3 separate regions of the Zea mays genome follow, and all the other regions are linked to region 1. The links are chromatin contacts, called in public Hi-C maps. All regions are on one chromosome and are shown on one strand. Each heading gives the region's core, a stretch centred on a gene start, on an enhancer-like site or on the middle of the called end of the contact. The rest is flanking DNA. Distances are from core to core; before and after follow the strand shown.

Region 1 (3,854 bases), core at 487-2,986:
AAGGCTACAGAGGAGCATTGGAGGAAGGAGATACGCTGGGGAGGACCGAGGATGCTTCCACACATAGGAAGGAGGTGACCTAGGGTAATGGTCGCCAGCGCACATAGGTCGTAGTAGAATATTTTAAAGCCAAATTAGAGAAACAATATAACCCTATAAATTTGTAACTAGTAGAGTTTTCTTAAGAATCTTTGACGTATTTAGGGCTAGTTTGGTAACTCTATTTTTTTTCAAAAATTCTCATATTTTTAAGAAAAAAATGAACAAATTTCAGTTAGAAAAATGGAGTTACCAAACTAGCCCTTAAAGTGTCTTTTCATCATTGTGGTTGGAGGTGCAAGTGGTGTTGATAATTATTCGATCTGAATCCTAATTATACGGATATGGCGGTTGAGTTATTATATCCATGCGGATATGGATAATCTGAATCTGATCTATGTGTGGATGCAGAGTATGATATGATATCACCAAAATCCGACGGATATGGAGTATCTGATATTTTACGCGGATTATCCGATGCTTAAAATAGGATAATATCAGATTATTTTGTCAAGTACTCAATAATGATTGATTATTGTACAAATAAAACTAAAATTTATATATGGTAGAATAGGAAATGAAACGCTATACACGACAGAAATCAATCGCCACCCCCAACCCAACAGGCAACAAGCCAACATAAATCAATCATCGATTAGTCGATCACACGATGTATAGTGTGTGACATGATGCTATTTATTATTTACATACTTAGTTATTTATTATAGCTATATTCAAGTTATGTTGTCAACTATTAAACTTTAATTTATGAATTATTGATCGCTATAAAAATAGATGTATACATGCATTATTCGACCTTTGAAATATGCTTCTGCCACGCTTTCGCTTCGACTCCGCACCATTTCCAACATCCTAAAATATCCATATCTATCCGCAACCACATAGTATCCGCTTCGATTCGAATCCAACGACAAAATTAGGAGTAAGATATAAAAAAGACATTATTCGCTTCGATCCGATCTATTTGCACTTCTACTTGTGGTGGACTGGTGGTTGATAAATTTGTAGCAAATTACGGGTAATGCCACTAGTGATGCCTTGGACTAGGCCCCTGTGGGTAGGGGTGGATATCGAGCCAGCTCGGCTCGGTTCGGCTCAACCGAGCTCGAGATGGCTCGTTAAGGAAACGAGCTGGCTCGGCTCGACTCGTTAAACAATCGAGCCAGAGAACCAGCTCAGCTCGGCTCGTTTGCGAGCTCGAGCTGGCTTGTTTAGCTCGCGAGCCACAAAAAAATAGTATACATGTATATATATACAACAATATAATCAATTGCTAGTTAATTTCATACTAATTTAACACAAGAAAAGACTAACAATAATCATAATTTTATATATCACATCATTTAAACCCTAAATTAACATAGTTCATCACTTATTAATTCATCAAATACAAGTATAGGCTTTGTTTTACAGATAAATGCTAGCTCATTTGAGCTAACGAGCTGGCTCGAGCTCATGTCGAGCTGGCTCGTTAACGAACCGACTGAGATGAGCTCGTGATATAATTGAAACGAGTCGAGCCGAGCCGAGCTGACCATGAGTCGAGCGAGCTCACGAGACACGAGTATTTTGTCCAGCCCTATCTGTCGGGTATGAGAGATGCTACCTTTCACGGTTCCACTCCCTTTAGGCCTAGTCGGATGATCCGAGTCGCCCATTGGAGATCGACGGTTAGACTCCAATCTCCCATTTCAGTTTCAGGAGGAAGGATGTCCTACACGTCATTGCAGCCAAACGCCAAAGCCGGTGCAGACCAACGACTGGGCACAAGTCAGAACTCAGAAGCGAGCGCGCGGCACGCTGCACGCGCGGCAGGGGCAGAGCCCCCAGCGACCCACCACTTCTCCCCGTGCGCGCGCGCGTGAGGCGCTGCTCTCTTTCTTTGCATGTGAAGGAGTGAGAATGAGAGAGTGGGGACAGCGTGGGAGAAGGGGAGCAATGCCGTTCGTGTCCGAGTGCGGGCGGCGGGGCGGCGGCAGTGGCAGCTCCAGCGGGTCGTCGTTGTCAGCGCGGCGGGGAAGTGATAGCAGGGCTGGGGTGCTGCAATGGGATGAGGTGGAGGAGATCGATGGAGAGGTGCAGAGCTCGTACAGGGGACCCTTCGACACAATGGACGCGCTCCAGGACGCGCTACCAAACAAAAGGTCAGCCCAATCCGCCAAAGCTCGCGCCTTTGTCAGTCTTGTTCCGGTGATTCGTAATCGCTCTGGATTTGATTTAGTATGGATTTTGAGGTGGATTGTGTTGGCCTTTACCACTTCTTGTGTCATACGGTGCAGTGCAGATAGAAGGGGTTATAACACTATAGAGTGTTATATGGATGGAATGATGTAGGTGTATTTTTTTTTTCATTCTGTAGTCTCCAGTGTGCGTGCCTGGAGGATATTGAGGGGTTTTGTTTGACTAGAACAGTGCAGTGAAATTTGTTTTGGTTGTGACATTTTGTGGCATTTTGGGTGTATCTGAATGAATCTGTGGAATTTCTCTGCTCTCTGGTGATCATCCGCGCAAAGTGGTGGAGGCACTCAGTATGGATCCTTTGGTGGCTGCAATGCGCATATCAGCATAAGCATTGTAGAGGAACTGCGACTCCTGATTGTCTTCAAAGTTTATTTCTTGATCGCTCTGGTTGGTGGGTGCTATGGTACAGAGGCTGGACAAAGACAGTAGTGGATTTAGTATGTTTGGCTGGCCGCTCAATTGCATCTGTCATATGGGGCCTCTTATGGAGTTTTTATTTCTTAGTATGCCTATGGGGTGCCATGGCAGTACCATAAAGATTTCAGACAATTTGTTGGGGAAGATCCATTGGAGTTTTGATTAGAGCTGGTCATGGTTCTTCCATGTAAATTATGAGTAACTTCTTATTTGAAATGTTATCATTTTCACTAAAGACTTGCTCTTGGGTCTTGGGTATGCCTTTTGCTTGTGACAGTTTAGTGCTATTGTAGGGTTCCTTGCAAATCTTCATAGGATCTTTGTATGATTATGTCATAGTTCATGTCAGCCTGAACAATGTGATTAAATATTTTCTGCAGACATACTTCAACCTTTGTGACATGTACAGCAGTTCACATATATGGTCAACCCAAAACACTGTTTTGCACTGTAGACTATATTGTTCATCACAGAGTGGAGTTTGAATATGGCTATGGGGATGGGTAAGCTGCTAGAGATAGCTTAGTAGTATAGGATAGATATGTCAAGAACCCAAAGGTCTTGAGTTGATGTTCAATTATGATGAAGTTGGTTAGGATTGCTTAAGGTTGATAGTAAAATGGATATTGAAGTTAAAAGGTTCTTGATACTTCACCACTAGCTGTTCCCAGCTAATTTTGAGACTAATAAGCAATAGTAACCTTTGGAATACTGCACACTCTTTTTAAACATTTGTCCAGGGGGTAATTATTTTTGGAAGTAGCAGTTTTTTTATTGATATGTTTGCACAATACATAGAATTATATATTCATATATAAGAAATTCATCATGTTATCTAACCTAGAATTTTTAGTTTTAAAATTACGGCCAAGCTTGTAGCTGATGGAATTTAATGTTCTTCACAGTAACAGAAAATTATGGCTGGTCTTTGGTTTCTGTTTGCTGTGTGCTTCCTGAATCTTTATTGAGCATTTTCATGTACATATGGTTTGATATGGTGCAGTCCTACCTACTACCTCCGTTCTCGAATATTTGTCGCTCGCTAATTTATTTTTAAACTAAAACGCGACAAATAAAAAAACGGAGGAAGTAGTTGTTTTGTCAGTGTTATCTCTGTAGATTGCATTAACCAGAGA
Region 2 (3,854 bases), core at 923-3,422, 210 kb after region 1:
AACCACAGAAAGGGCACAGGGTTAATGCTATTTAGTACATCGCCGAATACCAAAAGAGTGTTTTGCTCTCATTTAAATGCATGAAACATGTTTTATTTTATTTTATGACAGTGTGTTTAAACTGAAATTGAGCCCTTACAAATAAATTTTCTAGACTTATGCAACTAAGTTACAAAGACTGTTCTGCAAAAGGTGACATGGAACTCATTTTAAACCACCTAAAGCAACAAATCACACTTCTTTCCGCATAAGTTAACAACGAATCCTAAATTCCACTGTTAACAGTGGCACAACCCTCTTGTTTGCCTGGGCTCTTTTCTCTCTTGGGAGGAAACTAAATCCTAGGATAGGAAAAGCAGGACATGAAACTTTTAAACTGAAATACTCTTGTTTAGAAATGTATTACTGGTTGGTAATCGAGGGGGGGGGGCGAGGAGGAAACAGAACAACGACTTAATTGTCCATCTAAAATCTCATGATTGTTTAGTTTCACAAACCTGGTACAAGAAGAGAAGTAATCCATGGGCAAGATGGACCCACCTAGGGGGAGCAGTGTCAAGGTGAGGCGAACATATCTGCAGAAGTGGCCATCATAGCAACAGGTTAAAAAATGAAGGGTTCTATCGTGATATAGAATGCATCAAAAGAAACACAGGTTGGGATCTTAGCAGCTGGTTAATAGCTTCACAAAACTGCAACTAATTCAGGCAAGAAAGACACTTACATAGCCAAGCAGCGCTGATAGTACTAGAAACGAAAATCCTGTAAGTGTGATCTGAAATGTCGGAAAGCATAACCATGTACTGCACCATAAGAGATGAATCCAACAAAGAATTGACAATGTGGTCATCGATCGCTTACCATGTTTGGTCTATTTATGAATCCACACATGCAAACGAAGAAAAAATGTTAGTTAGAACAGAAGTTTTGATAAGGAAAGAACAAAGTGCAACATGAAACTTGATGCGTGCACTCTGCCAAAGCTTGATTTAGCACAGGGGTGAGAGGCTAGGTCCTAGGTGTTGGGATGGGAATACTCTGTGTTTGGCAGTTAAGTGTGACCTTGTACATAAACTCTCTTTTATTGCTTAACTGAAAGGCAGTGCTCTGGCAAAATTATTAAAAAAAACTTGTTTTAACAAAAAAAAGATAAATCTCAGCACACATGGAGTCTAAGAGCATTTTACTCTCCAGGCCACAATCTGTTGCGCAAGGAAATCATCCAGTCGAAACTCACTGCTCACATGTGGAAATAAGCTTAGAGCAGGAGAAGGTGGCCATTTTGCCCCCCTCTCTGCACTTTCTTCAGTACCCAAATATATTTACGAAATTTGCTGAAATAGGTCACCAAAATATATTTGATCTATGAACAGTAGTGACACATAGCGGGGGGGGGGGGGGGGGGGGGGGGTCAAAACACCTAGCAGCAGCTGAGTGCATGGAATTTATTATTGCCCTGTGCCATAGAATCCGGCCACTACTTAACAATGGCAACAGTACAATATCAGAACAAGCTAACACACACCTGTAAAGGCATTCAGTTTTAGAAGCAACCGGATGTCATCCCTTAATTACTTCTTATAAGCGCCTCCTCAACTTCCCATAGTGATCTGCAGAACAACCTAAGCAAGCGTTCTGCGCATCTCCAGATTCAAATATTCCACAACAACGCTAAACACAAACAACTAGTCCTTCTCGGGAGATCATGCAAAGCAATATTTGTTACTGCCCTTACAAATTGGGGAATGACCAGTAAGAAGCCATGCTCACACGCACAAAGAGAGGAGTTGGAGACTACTCACGGCATCCAGAGCGGGAAGAGAGTGACGCATCGGCTCCAGAAGGGCTGCAGCACGTACTTGGCCACCACCGAGCGGTCCTCTCCACTGTACCTATACCGCTTCAGCGTCTCCACGCCGTGCGCGCCGATAAACCCCATCCTGCTCGATCGAGTTCGCCGCTGGCTGTGGGCGGAGAAGGGACGCTGGGAGCGGGCCGGGTGGTTTAAGAAGCTCTGGAAGGACGAGAAGGGGACGCGATTATGGCGGGCGGGGGCTGGAGCTGGAGTGGTGAGGTGGCGGCGGTGGTTCCGCGAGCGGCGAGAAGGCGTGGCCTGCAGGGGAGCGGATCTAGCCTAACGCAACGCGTGGTATATTCGTCAATTGTCACGCTTTCTGTGATGGCGTGGGTCCCATGCGTTTTGAGCAAGGTTCAACGCAACCCTGACAAAACGCACGCATACGAGGCCTGTTTGGATCTTGCGACTAGTGCGGTAGTGCCCACAAAATACTCGTGGTTCGTGAGCTCGCTCGACTTATGGTTAGCTCGACTCGACTTGATTCGGCTCGTTTCAATTTTATCACGAGTTGAGTTAATATCTAAGCTCGGTTCGTTAACGAGTCAGCTTGACACGAGCTCGAACCAGCTCGTTAGCTCAAATAAGCTAGCATTTATCTATAAAACAAAGTCTATACTTGTATTAGATGAATTAATAAGTGATGAACTATGTTAATTTAGGGTTTAAATGATGTGATTATAAAATTATGAGTATTGTTGCCTTTTCTAGTATTAAATTAGTACGAAATTAACTAGCAATTTATTATATTATTGCATATATACATGTATATTATTTTTTCTTGTGACTCGTGAGCTAAACGAACCAGCTCGAGCTCGCAAACGAGTCGAGTCGAGCTGGTTCTCTGCCTCGGTTTGTTAACGAGTCGAGCCGAGCCAGCTCGTTCCCTTAACGAGCCAGCTCGAGCTCGGTCGAGCCGAGCCAAGCTGGCTCGATATCCACCCCTACTTATGGCAAACATTTTGCCACCAAATTTTAGTACTAATTATTAGCCGGAGGGCTGGTAAATTGTTTATTTATTAGTTATTTAATCTTGCTATTAGATACTAATAAATCGTATAAAGATAAAAATACATCTATTAGTCAAGTCTTTAAACAGAGCGTGACTAATTTTGCTAGCTAATTATAAGCCACTGGCAAACAATAATCCAGACAGGGTCTTATACATCCGAATTCTTATAATAAATTTGGTATTTTAAAATAGATATGTTTGAAATTTTATGTTAATATTTTTATATTATTAAACGTATTATTACACGTAAGAATAAAATTTTGTATAGATTTTTATGTATTATTTGCTCTCTACAATTAAAAAGGTGAAAAAACATTCGAATCTGTATCCGATCTGTATTTAAATTTTTATATATATTGTTTGAGAATATATATATGATAAATTTAAGATTTAGTTTTTATAAATCTTTACAAGGTCAAGGTTAAATACAAGTCGAAGGGATTATGCTACAATATTATTTACTCACGTCGAAGCAAAATCTCATTACAATATCTTATTTGTCTGCAATAGAAGAAAAATGACCAAAAATCTGACATTAAAATAAACATCCGTTTCCACCCCTGTCGATGGGTACCGGCGACCCAATATCCAATGGGTATTTACACCATTAGAGTATGTTTATGAGCTAAATAATTTACCCACGAGTCCAGTGGATAAACAGGTATTTGAATGTTCCACCCTTACTCATACAAGTTAACTCGTGGGTATAAAATACTTAGTATAAACTTGGCTAAAAACGTGAACTTGGACTTCATTCACCATCTTCTTTTGCCCATTTAACAATCTTTTGGGCAATAATGTCATGGAAGCCTTGTAATGGTACATGTAATGTGTTATGTGGTACTATCCTAGTGTTGCTACTTTATCCAATTATATTATCTATGGTGATGTTGAATGTGAAAGTCGCCTAGAGGGGGGTGAATAGGGCGAATCTGAAATTTACAAACTTAAACACAACTTCAAGTCGGGTTAGTGTTAGAAATAGAA
Region 3 (3,854 bases), core at 348-2,847, 150 kb after region 1:
TCGAAGTTGAACTTACAGCGTCCTAAGTGATGAACAATCGCCAATCTCATCAGGGATCTGCCCGGATAGGCCATTTGACTTGAGGTCGCTGAATGTGAATGCAAAAGAGGCCAGTTAAACACCGGTCAGGACTCAGAAAACAAAAATCCAACCAACAGCAGTCGTTTGGACAAATAAGAAACCATCCGTACATGGAGACGAGGCTCTTGAGGCTGCCGACGGCTGGAGAGATCTCACCCTCAAGGTTGAGGCCAGAGAGGTTGCTGCATTTGCATTGGCGCCATAACCCGGATCAGTGGCCACACGTCGCTGTCGTTGGGGAAAAAAAAGAGCAGAGTTTTAACGAGACGCCATTCTTACAGCGCGGCGACGGCGAACGTGACGTTGTCGCACAGGACGCCGCGCCAGGAGCAGTAGTCGTCGCCGGCCCAATCGTACAGTACGTTGCCGACGTTGCGGAAGGACTTCTTGATCTCCACCAGCGCCGCCCCTGGAAGGTGCAGAGCCAGCCGCGTTAGCACAAAGAACGGGTTACAGAGTGGTAGAAATCCGAGCAGACAGTTCTCGGCAAACGGAATCTCCGCAGAAAGGGAGTTGGGTAACGTGGTAGTTGGATTCTGGATTAGTGCTTGCAGGCAGGAAAGCGAGGGACGTCAAGATTTGGAAAGCACAGATACGACACGGTGGTGAAATATGAAGTTGCTTGGATTCATTCAGATATAGGAAACTGGATCAGGATGGCAAAACCAAAACACAGCTAAAACCACACAGGAATAGAACAAGGCTTAGCAGCAGAAACCAAGCTTCCAGCACTGAAAGGGCCAAATGAAGAAACAATGATGGATGCTCAAACGATTTAAGGATGCTCTGAGCATTTGCTCCAACAAGCAGCACAAGAAGGCACATATAAACAGAACCGAACATGAAGAGAGATAGTAAGCACATTTTGAAACATGGACAGGATAGTTAAAAGCTCGTACTAGGCAAGAAGATGAGATGAGAAGAGGCACAGCTCACAAGGATTAAGTTAAGACTCGGGTTACGGGCTTACAGCAATAAAAAAAGGGGGTGGAATAGAACACTAGCGAATCACCATGCCTCCAAAAAGCGCGTACTTGCAGCGCTAATAAAATACTAATCCTAACGAACCCAGCCGCCCCCCCTGAATCTTTGCTCCCCAGTACGCAACAAGAGGACTCCCAGAGAAGAAAGAAAGCGAAACGGGTGAAGAGAGAACGGAACAGATCGGCAACCATCGTCGGCGACGGCGGCGGCGGCGGCGGCGGCGGTGACGAGCACGAGGGCGGCGAGAGCACGGGCGGCCGTCGTCGTCATGGCCACTGAGCTGCGCACAGGCATCGGGGGAGTGACATTACAGGAAGAGGACAGGCGGCGATGGAGCGCGAGACGTGCTGCAGCGAGCCTGCCTTAATGGGGGCTCTGGGTTGGTTTCGTGGGTTCTCGCGCTCGGCTTTGCGCACTTGCGCCGCGCTGGCTCAGTGACAGGCAGCGGGGTAGCTGCTGTATGGCTGGGCGATAGAGTGGCAGCGTAGGGGAGGGGGTAGGGGCTATGGAGGAGAGCAGCAGCTTCCTACTACTTCGTAGGCCTCTAGCTCTAGTTTGGAGTTTTGAGAGGGAGAGAGAATGGCTGTTTGTGTTTGAGAGGGGGCCGCTAGAGAGAGAATGTGTTTCCTGTGACGAGAGAGAGTGGGGGCGAAGGACACTGGGACGTCACATCGATGATCTACAGTGCTTTTTCTCCCGCTTTCTGGTTGGCCTGGAGCAGTAGAACTCGAGTCATAGATCGAGGAGCATGGCACGGCTGACATGCGGGGCCTCCAGAGTTTGGATTGGGTTAATGCTTAGCTAGCTGTGAGGGGAGGTGGACCACCACGCCTCTGTGTTTTAGAGGGCGTGTTTGGTTTAGCTTGGAGTTCGCAGATTGGTTGTTGCAGGGCATAGGATTGTTTGTTTATTTGGTTCGAGGGACAAAGAACGATGTGGGTAGGATAGGGACCCGTTTTGCATCCGTTATTAAGCCTCCGTATCGTCTCGTCGTCTCCCAGAAGCACATCCCGATTCGAGAGAGAGAAAAAAAATCGACGCCACCGGCCGCTATGTCGACTGCGCGAAGGCGGAGTGTCATCCGCTGCTCCCTTTCAGCATGGGGAGGAGGTTCCTCTGACGTACTGCAGGGGGCAGTAGGGTCACCGCACGCGGGGACCACGCGGCAGTGCCCTCTCCCCACGTCAGAGGATCTCGTTCCCCAGCATGGAGGACCCCGGCGGCGCTGCTAGCCTGCTGCCCAAGGGTGTGCGCGGAGGCTCCCAGCGGGCAGCGGCCCTGCTGGGCTATTGCTCAGGGGCGCGGGGGCTCCTGCGACGGTGCCAAGAAGCGCGGCCTCCATGGCAGCCTGGCTGCGGCCTCCCGGAGTTCCTGTAGCCGCAGACTCCCCCTATGACCTCGTTGTCGACACAAAGCGGAAGAAGGCAAGGAAGAAGATGCGGACCCAACCACCGCCGTTCGGAGGGGTACCTGCTAGCTCGCCGGCCGGGCGGCGGAGCCTGGTCCAGTAGGCTTAATTGTTTTACTTAGCCTTTCAGATGGACACAAGAACACAAGTGTTTAGAGTAGTTCAGGCTGCCAAAGAGTAATATCGTACCTCCACTATAAGTTATATTGCCTGAGAACTTAGTAGTGGGCGACCTAAGTGTGAATCGACCTCCTTTGCTACGGAGCAAGTGCACTTCCATTTATAATCTAAGGGAGGCACGTTATAAGGGAGTTCAAGACCCGACATGTGGGCCTAAGAGTATTTACAATATGGAATGGGAAACACCTAATAGAGCAAACAATGCTAGATCTTTCTGAGCGCGTATCCCTTCTTGGTCATCGCGCATGCTCCTGACATCCTATGTTCCTGTTTCATCTTAATCGGAGTACGTGTGCAGTCCTTATTGTAGGTTGCGGCGTAGTCTATGTGGGTGTTGTCGTTGTGTCACCTCTGCCCGTCTCTTCATGCCTCGTTAACGCACAAAGAACAGTGGAAATCATAATGAAATACGTCCAAATGGCGCATTGGGTTAATGCCCTTGCCTCGGTAACGTGCGGGTAACAGTAAAATCCGCACGTTGCAGGTCTCAATGAGGAATAGGGATGACAATGGATAATCTATCCACGGATAGTGTCTCTAGATATCCATATCCGCGACTTATATTCGATATCTGAACCCGTATCCGTTACCCGCTACGAATAAAAAACAGTATCCACATCTGTTACCCGCAGGTAATGGATATCCACGGATATACCTGTTTGCCCACTACACATACAACATATTTAAATCCAGCAAATTCAAATATGATAACATATTTGCCTAACAAATTTGTCGGGACCCTGAAACAGGGGTACCCCTTACTACAGTATAAAGACGCGGTATTCACGCGGCTATCTCTAGTCGCGTGGTGAACAGCGCCCGACCCCACCACGTGGACGGCTCCAGGGCCGCCACGTGACCAGAGAAGATGATATACTCCAAGGTATCAACAGTGGGTTCGGATCCCATGAGAAAGTGTCGGACCCCTATACATACAGACCAGACCTCCGGGTAAAGTCTAGAACCCCCACGGGCGCAAACCGGACCCCTAGGATGGGATGCGGACCCCTCTGTGTGGGGTCCAGGCCACTCATAGCAGGGTCCCGGAATTCTGGGACAAAAAATATCCAGGCCTTAATCAAGGCCAGGCGGGAGTCCGGAGCCGACACGTGTCCGGACCATACCGCATACTGATAGTCGCCTAGAGGGGGGGGTGAATAGGGCGAAACTGAAATTTACAAATATAAACACAACTACAAGC

What was found. Hi-C and Micro-C count contacts between places; a contact is called where the count stands out from the background.
Region 2: a Hi-C map of endosperm shows a contact between it and region 1, with 2.0 times the contacts expected there. The contact joins the promoter of LOC103625689 here to the promoter of LOC100284914 in region 1. A contact is called at or near these places in 4 of 25 Hi-C or Micro-C datasets (ear, endosperm, leaf and 1 more).
Region 3: a contact with region 1 is called in a Hi-C map of leaf, with 4 times the contacts expected there. The contact joins the promoter of LOC100193598 here to the promoter of LOC100284914 in region 1. A contact is called at or near these places in 7 of 25 Hi-C or Micro-C datasets (bundle sheath, ear, endosperm and 2 more).

What each region holds. Positions count from the first base shown.
Region 1 is chr6:119,678,383-119,682,236 of Zm-B73-REFERENCE-NAM-5.0, forward strand. It overlaps LOC100284914 (MTD1), which reads left to right and starts at 1,737. Exons shown (of 2, transcript NM_001157809.3): 1 at 1,737-2,204. The coding sequence starts at 1,963.
Region 2 is chr6:119,884,275-119,888,128 of Zm-B73-REFERENCE-NAM-5.0, forward strand. LOC103625689 (choline/ethanolaminephosphotransferase 1) reads right to left here and starts at 2,173. Exons shown (of 18, transcript XM_008650977.3): 1 at 1,803-2,173; 2 at 862-871; 3 at 725-775; 4 at 498-575. The coding sequence starts at 1,939.
Region 3 is chr6:119,823,546-119,827,399 of Zm-B73-REFERENCE-NAM-5.0, forward strand. It overlaps LOC100193598, which reads right to left and starts at 1,598. Exons shown (of 27, transcript NM_001358834.1): 1 at 1,254-1,598; 2 at 361-490; 3 at 192-263; 4 at 17-88. The coding sequence starts at 1,359.